2 separate regions of the Sus scrofa genome follow, and region 1 is linked to region 2. The links are chromatin contacts, called in public promoter capture Hi-C maps. All regions are on one chromosome and are shown on one strand. Each heading gives the region's core, a stretch centred on a gene start, on an enhancer-like site or on the middle of the called end of the contact. The rest is flanking DNA. Distances are from core to core; before and after follow the strand shown. Region 1 holds the start of HS3ST3B1 (heparan sulfate glucosamine 3-O-sulfotransferase 3B1). Region 2 overlaps HS3ST3A1 (heparan sulfate glucosamine 3-O-sulfotransferase 3A1).

Region 1 (5,756 bases), core at 847-3,346, 420 kb before region 2:
GGAGCCAGTGGCCAGGCCCCGGGTTGGCGACGAGATTTCCGAAGGGCTGGAGCCTGGACCGCCTGCCCACCCGCGCCTCACCGGAAACTCGGCCAATCCAACAGTTCACCCTAAAGACTCCAGGAAGCCTTGGGCAGAGGTCGGGGTTATGCCCCCGGGGGCCGCTGTCTCTTTGGAACCCGACCCCCACACAACTCGACCCGAGAACTGAGTTTCCCGAAGCCCCGAGCTCTGGGCAACCTGCATTTCCCAATCAATGGCCCCAAACACTCTTCGCACCGCACGTGTCGAGGGCCCGCGGGGACCCCGTCCCCGCCCCGGCTCTCTCGGCACCGGCCCGGGCCGCGCGGGGGAAGCCTTCAGAGCCGCGCGCCTCCCTCCCGCCGGCTGCAGTGCGCGCCTCTGCCCGACAGGGACCAGCACAGCTCCACGCGCCGCGCCCGCCGGGCCGCCCGCCCGAGCCCCGGCTGCCCGCCCGCGAAGCCGGTCTGCGAGCGAGCAGACGCCCCGCGGCCTCCGCCCCCACCCGTCCCCATCTGGGCAGCAGAGGCTGCTCTGGGAGCTGGTCCCGGGGCGGCGGCGGCGACCGGCGGGGCGCAGACGCTCCCGGACCCGAGCGGAAGCGCCGGCGGGATTCGCCTGGGACGGGGCCGCAGTCAGAGGCTGCGCGCTTCCCGCAGCACCGTCCCGGTCGCTGCGCCCCACGCCCGCCCCTTCTTTGAGGAGGGACCGCCAGGTTCGGTCTAGGGCGCTGGGGCCCCTGACCCGCCAGAGCGCTTCCAGAAGTTTCTCCGGGCGGTGGGGAGCGCGGCGCGCGGCGCACCCGGCACCGCGCTGAGGGCCAGCGCCGCGCGGCCGAGGCGGGCCCCCCCGGCCCCGGGGTGCCAGGCTGGGCCCTGTCACCGCCCCCAGCACGTGCCGCGTCCCCTCCTCTCCCCGTCGCGCGGCCCGGCCCGGCCGTGCCGGGGAAACTCACCGGTACCAGGCGAGGCCCTTGTCGTAGCTGCGGTCGAAGAAGTGGGGCTCGGCGCCCACGGCGCGCACGTCGGGGTGCACGCGCAGGAACTCGAGCAGCGCCCGCGTGCCGCCCTTCTTCACGCCGATGATGATGGCCTGCGGCAGCTGCTTGCTCCCGGACCCGCTGAAGAAGGTGGAGATGGAGCTGGGGGCGTCCGGCGCCTCAGGACTCCGCTCCTCTTGGCTCGCGGCGCCCTCGGCCGTCTCCCCGCCGGCCGCCAGCGGGGTGGCAAGCGCCGCCGGGAGCCGCTGCCTCGGGGGAGGCCCGACGGAGCCCGCGGCCAGCGCCGGCGGGGCGTGGGCGGCGCGGGACCCCGAGCCCAGCAGCAGCAGCCCCGGCGCGGCGGCGCACGAGCCGGCGCACGAGTACAGGAACATGTAGAGCCAGACGCAGAGCATGGCGAAGAGCAGCGCGAGCTTCCTCCTCACCGGCGGCGGGGGCGGCGGCGGCTGCTGCTGCAGGAGCCGGCCGGGGACATCGAGGCAGGATCGGCCGCCGCTCAGGCGCTGCCCCATGCGCTGCCCGCGGGCGCGGCGAGGGGCATGGCTCAGCACATGGCGCGGGTCCCGCCGGAGCAGTGAGCGCAGAGAGGGTTCCCTGGACGCCGGGTGGTTGGGCTTATTGCCCCCGCGCGCCCGCGGCCGCCGCTGCTGCTGCTGCTTCTGCGGCTGCTCTTCCCCAGGTGGCGGCGGCAGCTGTAGCGGCGGCGGCTTTTGACATGTTGCCCTGAGGAGCCGCAACTGGAACGAAAGTCGGGCGGCGGCGGCAACTGCTGGCCGGGGGCTGCTCCTGTGGCGCGACGCCGCGCTCGGGGCCAGCAGAGCACCGCACCCCCGCGCCCTGGCCCCTCCACACGGTGCGCAGCGCACGGCCGCTCGCCGGGGCTGCCTCCTCGCGGTCCAGAGAACTGAGCCCTGAGCGCAGCCCCGGCGCTTCCCCGCGGAGGCTGAGAAGAACTGCGCAGGAAGAGAGCCGCGGACCGAGGCAGAGTGGGCGGGCCCGGCCACCTGGAGTGACAGGTCTCTCCACCTACCAGAACCCCGGAGCGCCATGCAAATCCAGCAGCTTCGCTGAGGGTAAGGCAGCCAACCAGCTCCCAGAACGTGGGGGTGTGGAAAGGGTTTGGGGCGGTGGAAAGCAGTCAGGGGTTTCTATTGGCTGAGAGGTAAGGGGGGCTCAGAGGGGCGGAGCCAGAGGCTGGTGACAGCAGCAGCTGGTAGGAAGGATGCAAGAGACCCAGCGCCGGGAGATCACCGACCCTCCGGGCGCTGCGCTCCAGGTCCTGAACTCACTTCCGCGCTCGCTCCCCAGGAGCTAGTCTTGGATGCAGTTGCCCGTGTGTGGGGATGTGAGTCCCCATCCAGATGTTTCACGGGCGGAATCGTGGTGTGCCTGTTAGAAATAGGAAGGACAGTGGAGGAGCGAGAGGCGGGCCGGAGATGCCCGCCCACTCCACGCCCGGACTCCAAGGGGGGCCCTTCCGGGACTGGCACCGGTTTAGGACGTTTAAGTGGAAATCCCTGTCAGCTTGCTTGCTTTATTTATTTATTTATTTATTTCCTTCTTGTTCTTTGCCAGGAGTTGATCTCCATCTCCTTCTCCCTCTCTCGCTGCCTGTTAAAGGCGGTCGGTGTTAACTATCTTTAGAAAAAATTCTTCTCTCGCTTCCCAAACTCCTGAGGAAAGAGAGGTCGGGAGACATCAACACAGGGGTAAAGGCTGGGGAAAAGTTTTCTGGTCGAAAAGTGAGTGTGAGAGTCACGTGTAGAAAGTTTGGTCCGGATACGTGTGTGTTGGAGACGTGAGGTGAAAACAATGCTCCCACACCCTTCCCCTGAATAAATATCAAAGCCAACATTCACCTTCATTTAGGAGATGGTTTGATTTGCAGGACCTGTTACACGAATTATTAGGTGGTGTTTTTTCCCAGCGGTGTTGTTTTCTAAGTCAAACGTCAAGCCCAGAGCAAATCGATCCTTGAGTGGCACTTAACAAAGTCCACTCCAAGCCGCTCTCCCGGTTCTCCTCCGCAAAGTGACCCGCCCTAGTGTGGCGGGGGCTGCATTCTTGCCCCGCGTTCCGGTAGGAAGCTCCGGTGCTCAAACTCACCCCGGTGGCACTCAGGAAGCTCTAGATGCCGGCCCCCCGGACTCGGCCCGGCCAGCGGGCCTCCCACGCCAGGCCCCGTGCGGCTCCGGGACAAAACGATCCTTCCGATCCCGACCCCCGCGCGGCCCCCGGCTGAGCGCAGCCCCGGCTGCCTTCCCCAGTTCGCGCGGGCGGACGGCGGAACCGCCGAGCCCCGGTCCCCCTGCCGTGCTGTCCCTGTGCACCTCGCTCTCCTCCCGAGGAAGTGTCCCAAGTCCCCGCCCGGGTCCAGCCCCTCTCGGCTGGGTACACACCGAGAAAGCCCGTCGGCCCGGAGCACCTCAGGCTCGAAAGCGTGCGGGGAGATCGGGGGCCGAGACCCGGGATCGTTAGGGTGGCCCTGCGTCCTCCACGGGGTCCCCGCGCCAGCTGTGCTCCGCAGGACCTCCTTGCAGCGCCTGAGCCTAAGACTTTTCCTACAGAGTGGCTGAGGAGAAGTAATTTAGGGAGCAGATTTCAATCTCTTCCAGCTATATTTACGGAGAGAAGTTCTTTCCAGCAGGCTTCCCTCTTCTTCAGAAGCGACTTATTCACCCTTAGTTTTTAATTAAATTATTATTAATTTATTTTAAACTTCTAAAGCATGACAACACATTTCTGAGTATTAACTTGACTGTTGTTTGGTTTGTTTGTTTTGGAAAAGTGAGAAAGAAAATGCTAGTGTCTCTTAAGGGTTTCTTCAAATTCACCTTATTTCGGGGGGAAGTGAAGTCACAGTCTCCGATCTTGAGGCAGCTTTGAGTTTCTTGACTTCTGTGGATTTGAGGGGAGAGTGGTGGTGGTTTGTGATTTGCGCGCATTCAGGCGAATTGTAGCTCCCATGCGGCTTAACTTGGGGCCTGCTGGGTATGAGTTTAAAAAAAAAAAAAGGATAATAAAAATGGCCCCTGTCCCTGAGGTTAGCAAAGTTCAGGGATAAAAAAACAATTTTTTTTTTTTTTTTTCAGAGCTTGTCGGCCGGATATATTTAGGCCTTTTTTTCCGGGGGTGCGGAGGGAGGGAGGGAGGGATTGAGAGCAAAGGCGTGGGCGTAGGAAACCGGCGAGGGAGTTCCGCTGAGGCCAGAGCCCCCAGGCCAAGTGGCCGCCAAGTCCACCGAGCGATGGGCAGCACGCAGAGCTGGGTTCTGCCGCCCGAGGTCCGCCGTGACCCGGGTCTGAGCCGCACCGTTAAGCAAGGCTGGGCGGACCTGGCCTTGCCCCCCACTCGGCTGGTCCGCCCGCTGCGCTCGGGAGCCCAAACACGCGCCCCGAAATGCCTAGATGCGGGGGCCGCTTCAGGCTCGGCCCTAGGACAAAGCCATCTCCCGCTTCTTCCCATTCTGCGGATGCGGAAGGCGAGGTCAACCTGCACGGGGCCGGGGGCGGGGCTGACCGGGAGCCCAGTTTGAGCCCCCCCCCCCCTTAACCACTGCTCAGTAGTACGGGGTGCGCCACTGGGGGAGCCTGGCCTCAGCAAAACGCGGCCACCCAGACGAGGAAGGTTTCCTCGGATAAACTCATTCAAAAGCTTTGCCGTCGGGAAACCTAGAAAGGAGCACACCCCGGAGGTTTGCGCTTTCTTTTGGTTGGTCTGTCGCGCTTGCCTAGTGGCCTCTGACCGTCTAACGTGGAGGGAGCCGGTCTCCCTTAGAAACGCACAGGCCGCCCCAGAAGCCCTCTCCTGTCCCTCTTTTCCTAGATCCTGCTGCCTGCCACCCACTGTGCGACCCCACTCTCTCTGGCCCTAAAATTTTCCAGCTGTAAAGTTGGGGGGGTCCTGAGCCGAAAGACCCCCCCACCCCCGATCGTTTCCTCCTCTGGAAGAAGGATCTCTGGTCCGGGCCTCCAGCCCCTGCCACTCCCCACCCCCACCCCCATCCCGGGGCCAGGCCCACCTCTGCTGTCGCAGAGGCCGACTTCCTGGGCCGCCTAAGCCTGTGGCCCGGCGGAGCTCGGGTTCCTGTCACCGGAACTCTTGTCCCTCCCCCACCCCCACCAGCGTAGAGGCCTCCCCAAGCCGGCTGCGCCCAGATACCCGCCCGCAGGGGGGCGCTCCGACGGCTGCGGGGGCGGGGGACGGGGATCGAGGGTCCCCAGCGCCCAGGGGAGGGGGCCTGCCCCCAGCGCGCCTCGGAACCATGCGGCTGTTCGGGTCTGCACCCCCCCACACCCCGCCCCCGTCCAGGTGGCTGCGGAGAGCTGCTGGCTGGAGGAGGGCATTTGCCGGGAGGCCAGGGCTAGGGCTGTGGCTGGTCTAGCACACAGGGGATCAGAAATCCCTTGTAAGAGCGGTCGCAGGGCTCCACCGAGAGGAACCAGGCTGCGTTCCAGCTGCGCCGCCTCGGGGACCCTGTATCCACCAGGCTCGGTTGGACCCACCGCCCTGGTGCGCTGGGGCTCTGGGCAGCGCAATGTCACAGGAGTCCTCCGCACATCACAGAAGAGGGACGACTGCTCTTGTCTTAGGGGTAAAATAAGTTTGGTACCCAGATGGGTTTGGTAGCCGGTGTCTGGAAGAGTCAAGGTCATAGGCCGACTCCCTAGCCCAGGTAGCCCGCTTGCTCTGCCGCAGATTCCCTGGCAGGCTTGGAGGGAGGCCTTCTGGCCAC
Region 2 (6,248 bases), core at 2,049-4,548:
TTCGTTTATTTCTTAGAAAGATAATATAGCCGTCCTGCTGGCAGGCCTGTCTTGAAAATGTGAGTCTGTTCCAGTGGAATTCATAGATGGGAAACCGTTTGAGTATCATGCCAGTTTCACGTTTATTGGCTCATGTACATTTGTATCCGTAGGAAATACTAGATGAATGCAGAAAACTGCGCTCAGCTGAAGCGGGACACCCCCCACCCCACCCCACTCCCCCCACTTATCCACCAGCCAGCCAGCTCGGTACCAGTTCTGAGCACACTCATCTGCATCTGACAAACAGCTCAATGTCTCTCTCTCTCTCTCTCTTTTTTTTTTTTTTTTTTTTTGGTCTTTGTGTCTTTTTAGGGCCACACTCGCAGAATATGGAGGTTCCCAGCTTAGGGGTCTAATCAGAGCTACAGCTGCTGGCCACAGCCACAGCCACGCCAGATCCAAGCCGTATCTGTGACCTACACCATAGCTCACAGCAACGCCGGATCCCTAACCCAGTGATTGAGGCCAGGGATCGAACCTGCAACCTCATGGTTCCTGGTCGGATTCGTTAACCACTGCGCCACAACGGGAGCTCCCTTACGTCTCATTTTTGATGGCCTTCCACCGATTCCCAGGGACCCCCAGACTGCCCCTTTCCCAATGCCCACTTCCAGGGGAGAGAGCTCAAGGGCTTTTTCAAGGTCAGGGGTCCTATTTGTTGTCATATTTATGAATTTCTTAACCACTGAATGGGTGAAAACTGTGCTACCATTAGTATTTGGTTCCTACCTTTCAAAAAAATGTGTCACTGATCAAGTTGGAGAGTGTTAGGCCCTAACCTCATTGTCCCTAAGCCCTGTGGCTTTTATTGTGGGATTTTAAATAGTGGGGAGACGTTAGGAGTGCCTATTTGGGATCACAGCACAGCTGACTCTACATACTCACCATACAGAAAATACTACAAATGCAGCACAGACTAAGCACCTTGCAACCAGTGTCATGGTCTCCCTCTCAGGCGCGTGACAGTGTCACATGTATTTTTAAACACTATTAATCCACTTAGGCTCAGGGCGTAGAGACAGTTTGTGAGGAATTTTACCATTTAGGGTGTCACAGAAACATGTTCTGACTCTAGTGTTAGACCTTTTATAAACATTGTTGTGACTTCTAAATCCCCTTTTAAGAATGTCTCATAAGTTACCATTTAGCCTTCAGGCACTTTTAAATTGGCGGCTTGTATACAGAGCCCTTGGACAGATCTCTTGTGATGCTTTTTGTGATTTCGAATACACGTTGTTTCCAGTGGACTCTCAGACACAGAATCCTAAGCCAGAGGCTGTGACGTTTGATCCATCTTGCTGAGCCGACTTCCGAGATGGCTGTGTTAATGTCCCTCCCCGCAGCACCTTGCAGGCGGAAGTGTGATAACGTTTCTGGGTTTCCACGGTGCTAAGACGACGGAGAAAATTCCCTTCGCCAGGGAAATTGTGAGTCCTGCTTTATCTGCAGAAGCAGATCTCCTGCTGTTGTTCTGTCGTGCTTCTGTTGACGTGCATTGTCCTTGGCCTCCCCCTGGCTTTATTTAAACCCCCTTCTAAAATGTCCAGATGGGAGTTCCCTGCTGCCGCTCGTAGGTTAAGGATCCGCAATGCCACAGCTGTGCCATAGGTCACAGCTTCTGCTTGGATTCGATCCCTGGCTGGGGAACTTCCATATGTCGCACATGCAACCAAAAATAATAAGTAAAATAAAACGGAATGTCCAAAGGTATTGGTATTCTGGTCCTTCCCAGTAATGTCCACGAGACAGAGGTCCATCTGCTCGTCCCGTAGGGAAGAAAGCATCACTGTGTGATGGAAAGAGGGGACCTGCCCTCTGCTCCTGAGCCTGCCAGGGGATGACTTGACAGGGGCAAGTCCGTTCCCCTGTTAGGACCTCAGCTGCGTTTTCTCAAAAATGGGCTTGACTCAGCGTTTTCTGAAACTATTCGAGCATCTCTAAAGACACGGTCTCAAGGAGCTCCCAGAGTAGAAGACGTGGTGAGAGGGTGAGGGGAAGAGAGGTGGAGGCAGGTGAAAAAAACGCCGGGGAGCAGCATTTTGTTATTTAAGAGAACATTGTTTTGTTGTTGTTGTTGGGTTGGTTTGTTTGTGGTTTTTAACTGAAGTATTGTTGATTTGCAATATCGTGTTAGTTTCTGCTGTGCAGCCAAGTGATTCACGGTCACACACACACACACACACACTCACTCTTTTTAAAAAATGCTCTTTTCCATTATGGTTTATCCCAGGACACTGGAAAGAGTTCCCTGTGCTCTGCAGTAGGATCTTGTTGTTTATCCATTCTATATGTAATTGTTTACATCTGCTCATCTCAGCCTCCCGCTCCACCCCCCTCCCCGCCCCCCGGCAACCACAAGTCTGTTCTCTATGTCCGTGAGTCTGTTTCTGTTTTGTAGATAGGTTCGTTTGTATCATATTTTAGGTTCCGCATATAAGTGATATCATATGGTATTTGTCTTTGTCTTATTTCACTTGATATAATCATCTCTGGGTCCACCCCTGTTTCTGCAAACGGCATTATTTCCTTCTTTTTTATCGTCTTCCACTGTGTGTCTGTGCCACACCTTCTTCATCCGCTCCTCGGTCGACAGACACTTAGGTTGCATCCGTGTCTTGGCTGTTATAAAGTGAGCTGCTATGAACATAGGAGTGTATCTTTTCAAATTATGGCTTTCTCTGGATTGATGCCCAGGAGCGGTATTGCTGGACCCCGGGGTATTTAGCTTTCTGAGCTTCCTCTGGACTGTTTCACACGGCGGCTGCACCAACTTACATTGCCAGCAACGGTATAGGAGGCTCCATTTAGGAGAACGTTATTTTTTAAAGCAGTATTTTATTATGAAATGTCTCATTAGATAGTAAAGTGAGAATTTTACAGTAAACACCCAGCTCCTCCTTGCCCAGGATTTATTCTTAACAGTTTCCTGTGCTTGTGTTATCATAGATTTTTCCAGCAATTTCTCCTCTAGGCAGAGTGGATTTGCTTCCGTTTCCATGGCCCCTCAGGGTGCGGTGACTCTCTCAGACACCCCAGGGCCCTGGGGAGCTCAGGCTGAGTGAGTCATGGAGACAGTTGGGCCCGGGCAGTTGGTAACCAGGCCGTCCTGGCTGCCCTGCTGAGCTGCTCTTCCTGCAGCTTCAGAGAGAAAAGCTTTGGCGAACATCGTGCACCAGCTGCGCTGCACAGTGTGAAATATAAAAAAAGAAGGAAACCGGATTAGAAGACAGAGCGCTGTTGATCCAAATGAGCAGAGTCCATCCAAGCCGTGTCCCGCAGCGGCGGCTCTAGGTGGCCTCGGTGCTGCCGTCACAGTAGGCGCTTGTTGGAACTTCCCTCGGGCCCGTTCCGCCCAAGACCCCGGGCTTCGTGGCTCAGCACAGACACGTACCAGCTGGATGAGTGGTGCTGTTCCTGCCCCTCCAAGCCCCCTCCCTCCCCCTTTCTCCCTTTAATTCCTGCTCTGGCTCCCGTCTCACGACCCACGAGCTCATGCGGGTGCAACATCAGAACCCTGTCTTCCCAGGATTTGCAGGTGTCTTGGGAGAGAGCCTGGCTGACGGTGCGTGGCTCTTGTCCCGCCGTGATCCCCAACTTCTCACCCGCACGTGCCGCGGGCGCGTTTCCTTCTCTGTAGAACGTGGCCAGGAATCTCCCCTTCTTGAGTGAGAAGGTTGTTGTGATGGAGGAAAACAAAATGAGATACTTAGGAATCCCAAACTCTCGTAAATGCATGAGTAATACATGGGGTAAAATGATCTGAAATGTTATTTTATCACACAGTCAGTCAAGTCGTAAGGCAAAAAGAAAGAAAAGAAAAGAAACAGCTGAAAGGAGAGGTGTTAAAGTGCTAGCATGCTAGAACTATGGACAGTGATCCCTTCCTCTTTCCGTTTCCAAAACTGTTGACACGGCGACACGGCCTTCATCGTGAAAAAGAACATTAAGACTAAGCAGCTGTTGCTCTCATCATTTCAGGACAAAAAAGCAAGAAACACTTTTTATAACAGATATTGAAGGGGGACGTCATCAGTCATTTGGGGGAGAAACTAAAGTACAGAAAGGAACCTTGTTTGCCTCCTCGTAGCAGGGACTGCAGATGGTGCCTTCCAGAGCTAGGAACGTGTGTTGACTGTGCGTGCCCGGGTCAGAGCCCGAGCCCCACAGCCGTGCTGAGGGCCCGGGACCGTCACTCAGGCTAGGAGGCTTTGTCACGTTCAGCTGCTAGAAGACTTGGGACGTTAGAGTCACTGCGGGTTAGTTAACCTGCTGACTCCTGTCGCCCGCACTTTCCAGGCTGGATTGCTGGCATCTCCCAGAACGGAATCCCCATGGCCCTGCTCCTGTGAGTGGGAGGGTGGGAGGAGTGTGAAAGCCAGAGACCCATCCGAGGTGTTCAGAGCCGAGAGTGTGAAAGCCAGAGACCGGTGGGGCAGGCGTCATTGACATTCTGGAGTGTGCTCTTCAGAAGTTCTGTGTTGCCTCCCTCCCCCCAGTATCTTTCCCAAGGGATTGGATTTACATCAGAATTTTGCTTCCAGTCTAGTTTCCTGCATTAAAGTTTCAGAAGTTGCTAGTTGTGAAAAATGAGCCTCTTAAAGGTCATGGCTGGTGTGATGGAGAGAGGGAGAGAGTCGCAGGAAGAGCTGGCAGGGCACAGCCCCGGAAGAGGGCAGTGACTCGCCTGATCCGCCTCGTGTCACCTGTGGACATCAGGCTCTGGGCCTTGGTGGCATCTCTGGGCTGTCTGCTCTGGAGGGCTCTGGGGCTGTGAGCCTCAGCTGTGCGTGGGGAGGCTGGATGCTTGGTCTCTCCACTCAGAAATGGGACCAGCATAACCTCATAATGAAAACCATTCATTATCTCATGTCTCTGAGATAATGAGATGGATTGAGCTGGGGAAAGATGTGATTCCCTTCCCACCTCCGTCCACCCACTGACGACAAACCCACAGGAACGTTGCATAAAATATAACAAGCCCCACAACAAAAACAAGTGTGCCCAGCCAGAGTCCAAAGAAAGGAGTTCTGTCTGCTGGAGCAGGAAGTGGTACCCACAGGAGGGAGGATTGCAGGCGCAAGGCTGGGCTTCCGGGATGCAGCCGGTGTTGGCCGGGAGAGGCAGAACTACGGCCCTGACGTCTTCCAGCTGCCTTGACAAACCCATGCTCTTTGGCCCCCTGGCTCACCTTCCGGGCTCAGGAAAAGGTGGTGAGGAAGATGGATTTTGGACAAAAGAAAAAAAACTACCCCCCCCAAAAAATTAAAACTGCAGCTCTGAGCTGTATGTTTTTTGCTTTGGGCCACTCCTGAGGCATTCGGAAGTTCCCAGGCCAGGGACAGACCCTGAGCCACAGCAGCTACCTAGCCGCTGCAGTGACAACGCTGGATCCTTGACCCACTGCACCACAAGAGGACTCTTCTGAGCTGTTGCACGTGGTCTGAGCTTATATTTCCTGTGGAGTGTGAGAGCCACACACTGAGAAATCAACAGAAGAACTATCTCAGGACTGCTGAAACCCCTGGTATCGAAGGCAGGAAGAAAAAACAACAAACTAAAACTGCTCTGGATGATTTTGTATAACTTGGTTCCCAGCAGACGTCCCCAGAATGAGCAGGCAGCGCTGAGGGCCAGGGCCGCATTAGCGATTTCAATGACTTGAGAAAAGGAATCAGCCACCAATGAGGAACAGGAGGCCCACGCAGCCCTGCCAGACCTCAAAGCGAAAACACCCTGAGAGAGGCTCACACGCTGGTGGGAAATCATTAAAGAAATTTAAAAATAGGTAAAAATCATAAAAAGTATGACAGCATAAAAAAAAAAAGAGATTTGAAAAGGCACTAGAGAGACTGTGAAGGGAGCAGTGGCGGTGAAATGAAAAACTCTGTGAATAGGCTGAGCTGCAGGTGAAAAGAGCAGCAAGAACGTTGTCGTCGCTGAGAGCGGTCTGCCAAGGGTGCCCAGCAGCAGAGCCCACCAGCTGGGAAAGAGGCGTCACTAAAAGACTGGATGAAAAATCACCAGGGAGCTGAAGCGACGGGAGACGAGAAGCCGTGGTTTATAGGTCCCGTGAATGGACAAACTGGGTCCAAAGTCCATTTAATAGGACTTCTAGAGGGCAGAACGCGGAGAACGTTCAGATAAGCAGAGGCCACCACACACAAACTCTCACGGAAACAACTCCTAAGTGACAGACGTTAGCAAGA

What was found. Promoter capture Hi-C pulls out the DNA fragments that hold promoters and counts their contacts.
Region 1: a promoter capture Hi-C map of fetal skeletal muscle shows a contact between it and region 2, with 6 times the contacts expected there. The contact joins the promoter of HS3ST3B1 here to the enhancer-like site in region 2.

The regions. Positions count from the first base shown.
Region 1 is chr12:58,122,817-58,128,572 of Sscrofa11.1, reverse strand. HS3ST3B1 (heparan sulfate glucosamine 3-O-sulfotransferase 3B1) reads right to left here and starts at 2,096. Exons shown (of 2, transcript XM_003483118.4): 1 at 977-2,096. The coding sequence starts at 2,070. LOC106505533 (a long non-coding RNA gene) reads left to right here and starts at 2,208. Exons shown (of 2, transcript XR_001300053.2): 1 at 2,208-2,366.
Region 2 is chr12:57,707,656-57,713,903 of Sscrofa11.1, reverse strand. All of the region lies in intron 2 of HS3ST3A1 (heparan sulfate glucosamine 3-O-sulfotransferase 3A1), which reads left to right. Among named protein-coding and RNA genes, the nearest start is that of HS3ST3A1, 20 kb to the left of the region's middle. Within about 2 kb of position 3,298, at least 1 of the 83 cell types and tissues checked has an H3K27ac peak or open chromatin away from gene starts, as enhancers often do. A contact at or near this core is called in fetal skeletal muscle, where this site is marked.